Linked DNA regions of Mus musculus: region 1 is linked to region 2. The links are chromatin contacts, called in public promoter capture Hi-C maps. All regions are on one chromosome and are shown on one strand. The core of a region is the stretch at or near the end of the contact, and the rest is flanking DNA. Distances in the headings are between cores, read along the strand shown.

Region 1 (6,053 bases), core at 591-3,090, 1.8 Mb after region 2:
CTCTCATAAGCACCTCAGCATCTCCAACCCAACCAGCAAGGCTCAGCAGACATTACGGAAAGCTGCCCCTGTATCCAGACCCCATCTGCCCCCCAGGGGCTCACATGCTGAAGGTACACAATCCTTTAAGTGATGAGATGAGGGGGTCCTTTAAGAGATGAGTCCTAGGGGCAGGTATTAGGTCCCAGGAGCATTGACATTGGTGGAGTTGGTACCTGTGTCACAAATTTTGTTCCTACAAAAGCAAGTTAAACAAGGCTGGCCCCACAACCTCTGCTTGCTGTAAGACCTACCATCATCATGCCACCGCTGCTCTCGTCTGAAGGCACTACCATTCTGGACCTAAACTGACCAAAGCTGAGGTAAATAACCCTTCTTTATGAAGTACTTCAACTCAGGTATTTTGATAGAGCAACAAAGTAGTGTTTTAGGGTTTGCATTGCTGTGAACAGACATCATGACCAACCTCTTATAAGCACAACATTTATTTCATTGGGGCTGGATGACAGGTTCAGAGATTCAGTCCTTTATCATCAAGGTGGAGCATGAGAGTCCAGGCAAGCATTGCACCGCTGAGAGTTCTACATCTTCATCTGAAGGCTGCTAGAAGACTGGCTCCCATCTGGTTAGGAGGAGGGTCTCATTGCCCACCCCCAGTGACACACTTCCTCCAACAAGGCCACACCTAATAGTGCCACTCCCAGGGCCAAGAATATGCAAACCATCACAGGTATATTACTACAAAACCCCAGCAGAATAAATCCCAAATGAGGGACTGCTTAAGGATATAGAATATAGGGTTATACCTTAATTGTGAAGTGGGCAGTGTTTAACGTGAGAAAGGGAGACAGGGTAGAGAGAGCCATAAAAACTGAGTGTCTACAGCACAGAGGCAGGTCTGCCTAATACACAGCCATCTGCCCTTTTAGAAGCAGGAAGCTCTGGGCACCGGCAGTGAGAACGAGATACAAACGCCCATTACCTTGACTGATCACCATCAACACTGTACACATATACACTATAGCCATTAACACTAAAGTGCTGCATCTGAATGGGGATGCCAGCAAGCCTACAATCCCAGCACTAGGAGGCAGAGGGAGGGGGAGCAGTTTGAGGCCAGCTTGGGCTACAGTTTGAGAATGTCTCAAAACAAAATGTAATTTGGAGCCAAATGTCCAAGGAAGAAAACAGTTCAAACAGGATGAAGGGAACAGAAGAAAATATTCTCAAAACTTACCATTCCCATCCAGGAAACATCAGGACACTGTAACTGTGGGAAAGCACAAGTTCCTGAGATGATAAAATGGCAGAGAGGGGTTACTAGGCAGATAAAAGCCTGAATCTGTCACATAAAGTGGCACACAGCTTTAATCCCAACACTCCGGAGGCAGAGGCAGGGGCAGGCAATGTCTGTTGTGTTTGAGGACACCCGGTCTACAAAGTGAGTTCCAGGACAGCCAGGGCTAAACCAAGAAACCCTGTCTTGAAAAACAATATATTTTTTAAAACCTGAATCTTTCTAAATAGCCTAATCAAAGAATAAATACCAGCCCAGAAAGCAGAGCACCATACATAGGCTTCCACTGTCAGAAAAGCTTAGGAGGGAAGGACGGGAATGAGAAGCCCCACGGTCCTCATGGCCAAGGGAGGCAGCAGGACCCTGCCTGTAGCCCTCGCATCTTAAGCCACAATTCATACCAGTCAAATTAAAGTCGCTTTCAGAATAGGAGGTGGAAATTTTTCCTGTTTCCTTTCTTTAAAAGATCTTAAAAATGGAACACAACAAAAGGCATAAAATAAGAAAGGAAAATACCAGGCACAGGAAGTAAGGGACCAATCTAGATGGCCTAAAACAGAGACCATGTAACAGTTTATGGCAGACCCGGGCTCTCACAGGAACCTGCCACAGCCAGTCCTCCCGGGGGACTAATGTAAAAGGGCATCTGGGAGACGAAGAAACGGTAAGGTGGAGGCCCGCCCTGCAGCTACCAAAAGAGAGGCATGGCCAACAAACACTAAGATTCTTTTGGTTTGGATTTTGGGTTTGTTTTTTCCAAGAAAGGGCATCTCTCTGTGGCCCTGGCTGTCCCAAACTCCCTCTGTAGACCAAGCTGGCCTTGAACTCAACAGAGATCTCCTGCCTCTGCCTCCCAAGTGCTGGGATTACAGGTGTGCACCACAACAGCCCAACAGCAGCAATACTCTTTAATGTGCAAACTTCTCCATCTTTTAAAAAGTATCTGGTTTTAACCCAAGAGTATCTTTCTTCCATAAGTTTAATTTATTAAAATAATTTTCTACAAAAAGCAGGACAAACACTGAGTGTGCTGTACACCCCCCTTCTCCTGGGTTCTTTATAGAAGATGATGCTACTCAGCGGGCTTTACTCTTCAGTTTCTGTCTTGCTCGTTTTCCGGGTCTCTTCTGCACAAACAAAACAAAAACCATATGTTGTCACACACAGCACTTGGCCTTCTGTGCCAGGGTGAGGAGTCAAGGGGAGTAGAAAGGGGGTTGAGAAGATACTAATCAGGCCCCAACTTGGACCCCTCACTTACATTTGCCCCTTTCTTCCCAGGCCTCCTGGAGCCCTTGCCGTGAGCCACCTTGGCTCGGAAGCTGGAGACATCGTCGTAGCTCTCTTTCGTGTTCCATTTGGAGCCTTTCTTCTTTCCACCAAAACCAAACTTCTGATTTTTGTATCTTCGTTTGGCATTAGGCCTGAAAAAGGTGGCCCCACAGACAGTACACTGTAAACCCCATGAGCCTTATAGCTGGGTGACAGCCACAGGTTCATCTCTGCAGTCCTTAAGGCTCTCCTTGGCTTATATTTTTACTCTACAAACCACCCAGGCAAACTCATCTGTTCACGACATATGAGAAGGAAAACAAACAAAGAAAAGGAAGAAAGGATCTATAAACACCACCAGCTCCCTGCTTCCACTGGCATCCATTGTAATGCAATCAGCTAGTTTAGCCCTAAGTGTCTCTATTCCTCTCATGGACAAAACCACAGTTAGCATTCAAATGTAACAAGTTTCAGAAACTTCTCAAATTCTGTCTAGCCAAACCATGTCACCTCCCCTCTTAGACTGGCTCCAGTTCCTTAGAAATGCCAACTTGTAATTGGTGCCTCCTGCCATTGGCCCAGCACAGGCCTCGCATGCCCTGCGCGTTGCATCGTAATCACCCTCACCTGGTTTTCCAGCGCATGGCACTTGTGATGCATCACCCTTGCTCACCGGGGCTGCTGTGCAAGTGGAGACAGACTAGACCTCCACTTCCCTACCTACCTTTTCTTTACACATACAACTCTGTTACCTTCTCAAAACCGGAACATGACCTGCCCATAACTGAGTCAAACCACTGTTGTCTCCCTAATGCCAACAGGATGAAGGTTCTCTAAGTCCTGGCCTCACACCTCTGTGTCTCTGCTCATCCAAGGTCTTCCTTCTCTAAAGGCTTCTCTCCCACTTCCCTGCCCAGATGTCCATGTCCTTCACGCTAGGCTCAGGTGGGATGGCTCACCACAATGCCATCCCCAGACTGTGCCAGGGCTTTAAGTGTGCCTCCCTTAGGTCTGTGTCCACCTATGCAGAGAGAGTTCTGAAAAGAGGAGCGGTGAGCTGCCAGCTCCATCTGTCTCCACGGCACTGAGGCACAGAGCACTGCCTCACAGTGAATGAAGCAGTCACAAGGGAGGTGCTCAAAGCCTCCATCCGAGTGGTGGCTGGAACTACCTCTGACTTCTCTGGCTGACTCCCCACCATCACTCTGGGGGTCATGGAGTAGAACAGTCATTTGACACTCACCTCAAATGATCCAAGTACCAATTTCCACCTTCAAACACTGCTATAGCCAGGGACCCAACCCCACAGTATCAAAGTCTCTGACCCTTGAGCAGCAGTAGCCGATACTAGAGGCCTGCTCTGGGAAGTTCCCTCGCCGGACTGACTGTTGGCCATCACAAGACTGGCGCATCAGAAGACAAATCCAAACCGAGACCCTTACTTACCCTTTACTCATCTGCTGGCCTTTACCTCCTGCCTTTGCACTGCGTTCCACAGGCTTCTGGTCACCCTCCAGGAAATCCAGCTTATCAGAGAAGCCTGTGCAGGGAAGAGCATTCACATCAGCACCACTGTATGTCTAGGAGCATACAGGACATGGCTGCTATTCCCTAACTGCATCTTAAGAAGCACATCTTGTGCCGGGCAGTGATGGTGCACGCCTTTAATCCCAGCACTTGGGAGGCAGAGGCAGGCGGATTTCTGAGTTCGAGGCCAGCCTGGTCTACAGAGTGAGTTCCAGAACAGCCAGGACTACACAGAGAAACCCTGTCTCAGAAAAACAAAACAAACAAACAAACAAACAAACACAAAACAAAACAAAAAAAAAAACGACAAAAAAAAAGAAGCATGTCTTGTTCCCGCACTATTTTCCAAGCATAAGCCCAGTAGATTCAAACCAAGGTAACTGGAAGCACTAGAGAGCTCCCTCGGTTCTAAGGTACTGAGACCCAGGCTCCCTACACTCTTAGCAGACAGCCACACTGACCTTTCTGGTATTTCTTGATGGCATTCATCATGTGTGCTTTCTCCCGCTGCCTCTTCTGCAGGACCTCAGTTTGCACCTGTGAGACAGACACAAAGTCAGCCCTGCATCCCAAACCATCACTCTAGAGACTGCAGCTCAGCCACTGCTACCACACTATGCTGGATACACCCAGGTGTGCCACGGTGGCGAGTGAACCTGTGCTCAGGGACACCAGCAGACACTTTACCAGGAACCCCAGCACAGTCTGCCCTGGCGCACCCGGCCCTGCCCGGCCCACGCAGGTGCTCTTTCTTTCTCACCTTCTTTCCATATTTCCTAAGCGCTCGAAGTTGCTTGGCCTTTTCAGATTTCTCCATGGCGGCCTGTTTAGTCTGCAGCTTCTGTCGAATCTAAAACGCAGAGAGTTGTTAGGCACTATTTGGAGCACACTAGAATGGAGCGCCAGTGTCTGACTAGCTCTGAACGCTGTGGAACTCATTTACTGTCCTAGATTTCCAAATTAAAACAATACGGTCCCAAAGCTGAGCCTGGCACCAAAAGTGTCCATGGGCTGAAGGAGCTTAAACACGACCCTGACTCTCTAAGGCACAAAGCTGCCTACTTATCATACAGGACCTGCTGTTTCTCCACAGATTAAGGCAAAACTGCAGCATTCTAATGGCCCACATCTGTAATAGTTCCTGCACACTCGTACCTCACCTCTTCCATCACACACACACACACACTCACACACACATTGTACTGAAAGTGCTAAGTAGTTATGTGTGTGACTGTCAGATGTAGATGGATCTGTGCTTGTCTCAGGATTGGCCTCTTGAGGTACCACCTGTAATTCTCTAGGCCAAAGACTGAGACCAAAGGAACAATTTTAAATACATCCTGGATGTGACGTCAAGGTTTTTTTCCTCCCAAAGTTAAGTGAAGATCAAATCCCCCAACTCTAAGTCACACCACATCTGAGTTATCCGTCAAGTCTTCCATTTCTAAAAAGCTAAAGGGCCAGAGAGGAAAACCCCATCTAGAAGCAACAGTAATCTCCTTGGCATTGCTGGGCCAGAACTCTAAGACTGTTGTGTCTGTCCACTCCACTCACTCTGACAGGGAAGAAATACGCAAACCCCCAACTCTAAGTCACACCACATCTGAGTTATCCGTCAAGTCTTCCATTTCTAAAAAGCTAAAGGGCCAGAGAGGAAAACCCCATCTAGAAGCAACAGTAATCTCCTTGGCATTGCTGGGCCAGAACTCTAAGACTGTTGTGTCTGTCCACTCCACTCACTCTGACAGGGAAGAAATACGCAAGCTTCTTTTCGTAGGGCCCATACTTCTCCAGACCGTCTCTCTCTAATTTGCCTAGGCGACTGGCATGGCTCTGAAGCAGAGACTGTTGAAATACTGGCTACAAACACCACACATCTTTTTTTTTTTTTGAAGACTACAGGAATGACCCAGCTGAACAAATGAAACCTTGGCTTTCCAGAAGAAAAACCTACCTT
Region 2 (5,671 bases), core at 460-2,959:
TCACTTCCCTAATGGGCTTAAGAAATTACTTGTTTGCAGGGATGCTTAGGCAAAGGTCTAAAAAACTAATAAAAGATCCGTTTTAAGTACTTTAACCCTACGTACCACCAAGGCTAAGAATTAAACTTTAAAAAAAAAAAAAGGAAAAAAAAGGAATGCTTTTTTAATGAGCAACAGAAAGTGTTTTTTTCACAGCAAGTTGAGGCCTTCTGCTGGCAGGGAAAAAAAGCAGAGTTCATTGTCATAAGGCAGTTCTCTCTCCAAGCAAATATTAAATTGCAGTTTGGCACCAATCTAGGTCTCAGTCCTTTTTAGAGCAAAAATAATAAGCTCTTTTATCTGCATGATATATTACACTGTACAATCTTTTGATATACATTAGCTCACTTGATGAAGTGTTCAATTTTTCAAAGGAAGAGAAACCACAAAACAGGATGATCTCTTTTAGCTTGGGGGAACACATGCTACTACTATACAGCTTTTCCCTCTCCCCTCCCTACCCCCACCCGCTAAGTTCAACGCAGTACGAAAATGAGGAAGGGAGAGTACTTTTTATTTAAGGTCAGTCCTTTAGGGTCAAAGCTCTTCCCTTAGAAATGATTGAGCTTGGTCTCTCTGCTCACAAGAAGCTCTTCTGTGGGGGCAATATGGGCAAACCAGTGCTCATCAAAGGAGCGGATCAAAGACCAGAGTAAAGAAAAAGACTAAAGGAATTGGGAGTTAGCCAAAATAAGACTCAGGGGACACGATTACTATCTTCACTCTTAACAGCTGCCCAAGAGGAAACGAAGCAGAAAGACGAGAGACAGCCGTTCCTTTCTACCTATAACCAAATCCATCCAGGACCAGACTGGACGGCCTTACTTTAGAAAGGTTATTAGGACTAGGACGGAGAGCCGTCCTAAAAGGTTCGCCAAATTATTAGGGTATTATTTGGAATTTTTAAAGATAACTTCCTTCCCGAATAGGATAAGAGTAGGGGGAGCCTGGATGACTCTCAGATCTCTTCGCTTTGGGGTATGTTTTGGGGTTCACCTATCTACTAGGGAACTCCTTCCCCTGCTGTGCTCTAAGGTTGTCCGCCGTTCCCTGTCTCAGGTTCGAAACCTTCTGTAGCCGCCGGGTGTTTGCCCGGCTCCAGGCAGGTGACACAAGTGAGTCTCCCCCACCCCGCCCCCAGCCCCGGGACCCCTGAAGAAAGCTCCAAGCCCACTGTGTTCACGACCCCCGGTGCTCCGCTGCTGGGACCCAGGCGAATCTCTCTGGCGACGCGTCCCAGCAGCCCGAAAGAGCCCCCGCACTGGGCCCGAGCCAGGCTTCCCGGTTCCGCCCCAAGCCCTGCTCCCCGCTCGGAAGGGGCCCTGTGCGGGGACTCGCGCGCCGCGCCCCCGACCGACCCCGACGCGTCAGGCCGCCGCCGGACACTGGGCCCGAGCAGATGCGGCGCAGGCCGCCGGGGTTCTGGCCGGGTTGACACGGCCGCCGGAGGGCCGCGGACACAGACACCAGGGTCACCGGGCGGGGACTCGCTCCAGCCCGTGGCCGTAAGGCGGGCCTTGAGGGGCCCGGACCGGGCCGGGGGTGGCAGTGAGGCGCTTACCTGAGGGCGACAGCGGCGCGGGGCGCGGGCGGCTCACTCCCATCCAGCCGCCATGTTTCCGCTGCGCAGGGAGCGAGCGAGGACGCCGGCAGGGGCGGGCGACGGCTCTGGAGAGCGGCTCGGCTGAGGCGGCGGCGGGAGGCGGGGGGCTCCACCGAGGCGGCGGCGGCGGCGGCGGCGGCGGCCGAGGGGCGGGGGGCGGGGGCGAGAGCTGCCCAGCCCCGCCCGCCAGAGACTCCTGCCGCGAGGTGGCGCGCGCCGCGGCCGTTGGGTTCTCTCGCGCGCGCGCGCGGGGCGGCGGGAAGGGGCGACCCCTCGCGCCTTCCCCCCGCCTCGCGACCGCCAGCCCTAAAAAAAAAAAAAAAAAAAAAAAAAAAAAAAAAAAAGCCGCGACCCACTGGATTGCTCGCGTCTCCCAGACAAGTGAATGACGTCCTCTGAGGTCCCAGGTTCGAATCCCGTCGGCCCTCAGCCCCCACCCAGCTGGTGGCCGGCTGTGGAGTAATCTTAAAAGAGTTCCTTCGCACCTTTAGTCTTTCCAATGCGCAGGCGGGAGGAAAACTACTATGAGGAGAAAACCAGTGCGCCCCAAAAGGTGCAACAAGACTAACAAAAGCAGGCCTTCACTTTTGCCCCGTAGTAGGCTTTGAATGTTAGCGTGCTAGGTACTACAGTGGCTAGGGTCCTTCCAATGATGCTACCCCACCCCACACACAATTGTGTCTCAAGAACGTTATGTTTTAGCCCGCGGAAACTGAAGTTCATGGGGGTGGGGGGGAGAGCTACGTCTCCAAGATCACACAATTTTACTGGCTGTGCTCTTGCCTGGAGGTCAGGTGTTAAGGGAAATGCTGGTTGATTTTTATCAGCCTGAAACAAATCTACTCTTATCTCAGAAGGTGGAATCTCAGTTGCATAACAGTCTCCATCAGAATGGCCTATAGGCAAAGTCTGGGTGGGCATTTTCTTGTCTAATGATTGATGTGGGAGGTGCTACCCCTGGGCAGAGGTGGTCCTAGGTGGTATAAAGAGAGGCCAATAAAGGATGTTGCTCCATAGCCTAGCTTCATTTCCTGTCTCCCTGTTGCTGTTCTCACCTCCCTCAGAGATGAACAATGTTGTGGAAGTGTAAGCCAAATAAACCATTTCCTCTCCCAGGTTGCTTTTGGTAGGGGTCTTTATCACAGCTATGGAACTCACACCAGAACCAGAGAGTTCCGGGAAAGCAGCCCTTACTTAGCCCGAAGCTCATTCAATCTGGTTCCTAGAGGAAGCTGCAAAGAAAGGCTTCTCAGGATGAGGAGAGACTGAGAGCAAAGGTGTGGCAGGGATGGCTATCAAGAGTCTGAGAGGCTCTGGGAATCTGGTGGTGATGCTGTTAATGTTAGAGAATGAAGGGAAGCCAAAGCACGGCAGATCCTTGCACATCTACACTAGAACTTCAATTTTTTTTCCTCTCTCTCTTCTATTGGATATTTTCCTTATTACATTTCAAACGTTATCCCCTTTCCAGGTCTCCCCTCCAAAAACCCCCTATCCTATCCCTGCTCCCCCAGCCTCTATGAGGGTGCTCCCCCACCCACCCACACACTCAATGCCTTCCCTCCTTGACATTCCACGACACTGAGGGATCAAACCCCTAAGGCCCAAGGGCCGCTCCTCCCACTGATGTCCAACGAGGCTATCCTCTGCCACATATATGGCCGGAGCCATGGGTCCCTCCCTGTATACTCTTTGGTTGGTGATCCAGTCCCCGGGAGCTGGGGGGGGAGGGGTCTGGCCAGTTGACACTGTTGCTCCCCCCATAGGGCTACAAACCCCCTCAGTTCCTTCAGTCCCTTCTCCAATTCCTTCATTGGGGACCCCATGCTCAGTCCAATAGTTGGCTGCAAGCATCTGCCTCTGTATCTGTCAGGCTTTGGCAGAGCGTCTCAGGAGACAGCCATATCAGGCTCCAGTCAGCAAGCACTTTCTAGCATCTGCAATAGCGTCTGGGTTTGGCAACTGTATACGGGATAGATTCCCAAGTGGGGCAGTCTCTGGATGGACCTTCCTTCTCCCTGTACAAAGTTCAAGTCCAAGTGGATCAAGGACCTCTACAGAAAACCAGATACCCTGGATCTAATAGAAGAGAAAGTGGGGAAGAACCTCGAACACATGGGCACAGGGGAAACATTCCTGAACACCAATATTTATGCTCTAAGATCAAGAATTGAAAATGGGACCTCATAAGATTGCAAGGCTTGCCAGGCGATGGTGGCATGCCTTAAACTCAGCACTTGGGAAGCAGAGGCAGGTAGATCTCTGTGTTCGAGGCCAGCCTGGTCTACAGAGTGAGTTCCAGGACAGCCAGGGCTACACAGAGAAACCCTGTCTCAAAAAACAAAAAAACAAAACAAAACAAAAAACAAACAAACAAAAAGAAGATTGCAAGACTTCTGTAAGGCAAACCACAATAGGTCAAAACAGCAACCAATAGGTTGGGAAAAGATCTTTACCAATCCTACATAGAGGGCTAATATCCAATATATACAAGGAACTCAAGAAGTTAGACTCCAGAGAACCAAAGAACCCTATTTAAAAATGGGGAACAGGGCTAAACAGAATTCTCAACTGAGGAAAATCGAATGGCTGAGAAGCACCTAAAGAAATGTTCAACATCCTTAGTCATCAGGAAAATGCAAATCAAAACAACTCAGATTCCATCTCACACCAGTCAGAATGGCTAAGATCAAAAACTCAGGTGACAGCAGATGCTAGCAAGGATGTGGAGAAAGAGGAACATTCCTCCATTGCTGGTGGGATTGCAAACTGGTACAACCACTCTGGAAATCAATCTGGTAATTCCTCAGAAAATTGGACATAGTACTACCTGAGGGCCCAGCTATACCATTCCTGGGCATATACCCAGAAGATGTTCCAACATGTAATAAGGACACATGCTCCACTATGTTCATAGCAGCCTTATTTATAATAGCTAGATGCTGGAAACAACCCAAATGCCCCTCAACAGAAGAATGGATATAGAAAATGTGTTACATTTACACAATGGAGCACTACTCAGCTATTAAAAACAATGACTTCATGAAATTCACAGGTAAATGGATGAAACTTGAAAATACCACCCTGAGTGAGATAACCCAATCACAAAAGAACACACATGGTATGTACTCACTGATAAGTGGATATTAGCCCAAAAGTTCAGTATACCCAAGATATGATTCACAGACCATATGAAGCTCAAGAAGAAGGAAGATCAAAGTGTGGATGCTTCAGTGCTTCTTAGAAGGGGGAACAAAATTTCACAGGAGGAAATATGGAGACAAAGTGTGACACAGAAACTGAAGGAAAGGCCATCCAAATTGGTTTTTTTTTTTTTTTTGAGTCCATGGTAATATGCACTTTGAGCCTCAGGGTGCCCCTAAGGTCCTTTCAGGGGTCAGTGAACTGAGGTGTCCTTTTCTTAATAATGCTTTGTTGGAAAAAAGAATAATAATGCCTTGTTGGGAGCACAGCGTGAAGATTCCTGTGCCCACAGCTCTTCAGGAAAATGAGAACTGTTAAGCCAGTAAGCAGCATCTCTCTATGGCCTCTGCACTGGCTCTTGCCTCCTGGTCCCTTGCTTGCTTGAGTTCCTGCCCTGACTCCCCTCAATAATGGGCTGTTTCTCCCCAAGTTGCTGTGACCATGGTGCATATACCATCACAGGACAAGTAATCCACATTTACCAGGAACCCACTGAGTAGCCTGCGATGAAAAGTCTGAGGGACTATGTGTTGGGGTGCTGAGAAGGCTCCCATGGTGTGGTGGAGCAGAGCAGTTGGTTACAAAGTATGAGGCTGACCTCGCCAGACCCGCCTTCTGTTTCCTTCACTTTCAAGTGTGTTGGCACTCCCAACACTTGAGAGCTTGAGACAGAAAATCCCCAGCTCAAGTCCAGCCTGGGCTACATAGTGAGACCCTGCTTCAAACACAAAACAATAATACAAAGAGTAGAAAGCTCCTCCCTTGGGGAATATCAAATGCCTGTCTCAAGTTGTTGAAAGGTTTACCGCAGAGCATTTGGCTTCT

What was found. Capture Hi-C pulls out chosen DNA fragments and counts their contacts.
Region 1: a contact with region 2 is called in a promoter capture Hi-C map of adipose tissue. The contact joins the promoter of D4Ertd617e here to the promoter of Scmh1 in region 2. A contact is called at or near these places in 1 of 39 promoter capture datasets (pre-B cells) and 2 of 9 other capture datasets (adipose tissue and liver).

Annotation. Positions count from the first base shown.
Region 1 is chr4:118,622,191-118,628,243 of GRCm38.p6, reverse strand. D4Ertd617e (DNA segment, Chr 4, ERATO Doi 617, expressed) reads right to left here and starts at 1,840. Exons shown (of 3, transcript NR_029469.1): 1 at 1,238-1,840. It overlaps Ebna1bp2 (EBNA1 binding protein 2), which reads right to left. Exons shown (of 9, transcript NM_026932.4): 4 at 6,051-6,053; 5 at 4,857-4,946; 6 at 4,558-4,633; 7 at 4,016-4,109; 8 at 2,559-2,721; 9 at 468-2,424. The coding sequence ends at 2,374.
Region 2 is chr4:120,401,386-120,407,056 of GRCm38.p6, reverse strand. It overlaps Scmh1 (sex comb on midleg homolog 1), which reads right to left and starts at 1,709. Exons shown (of 18, transcript NM_001379185.1): 1 at 1,601-1,709.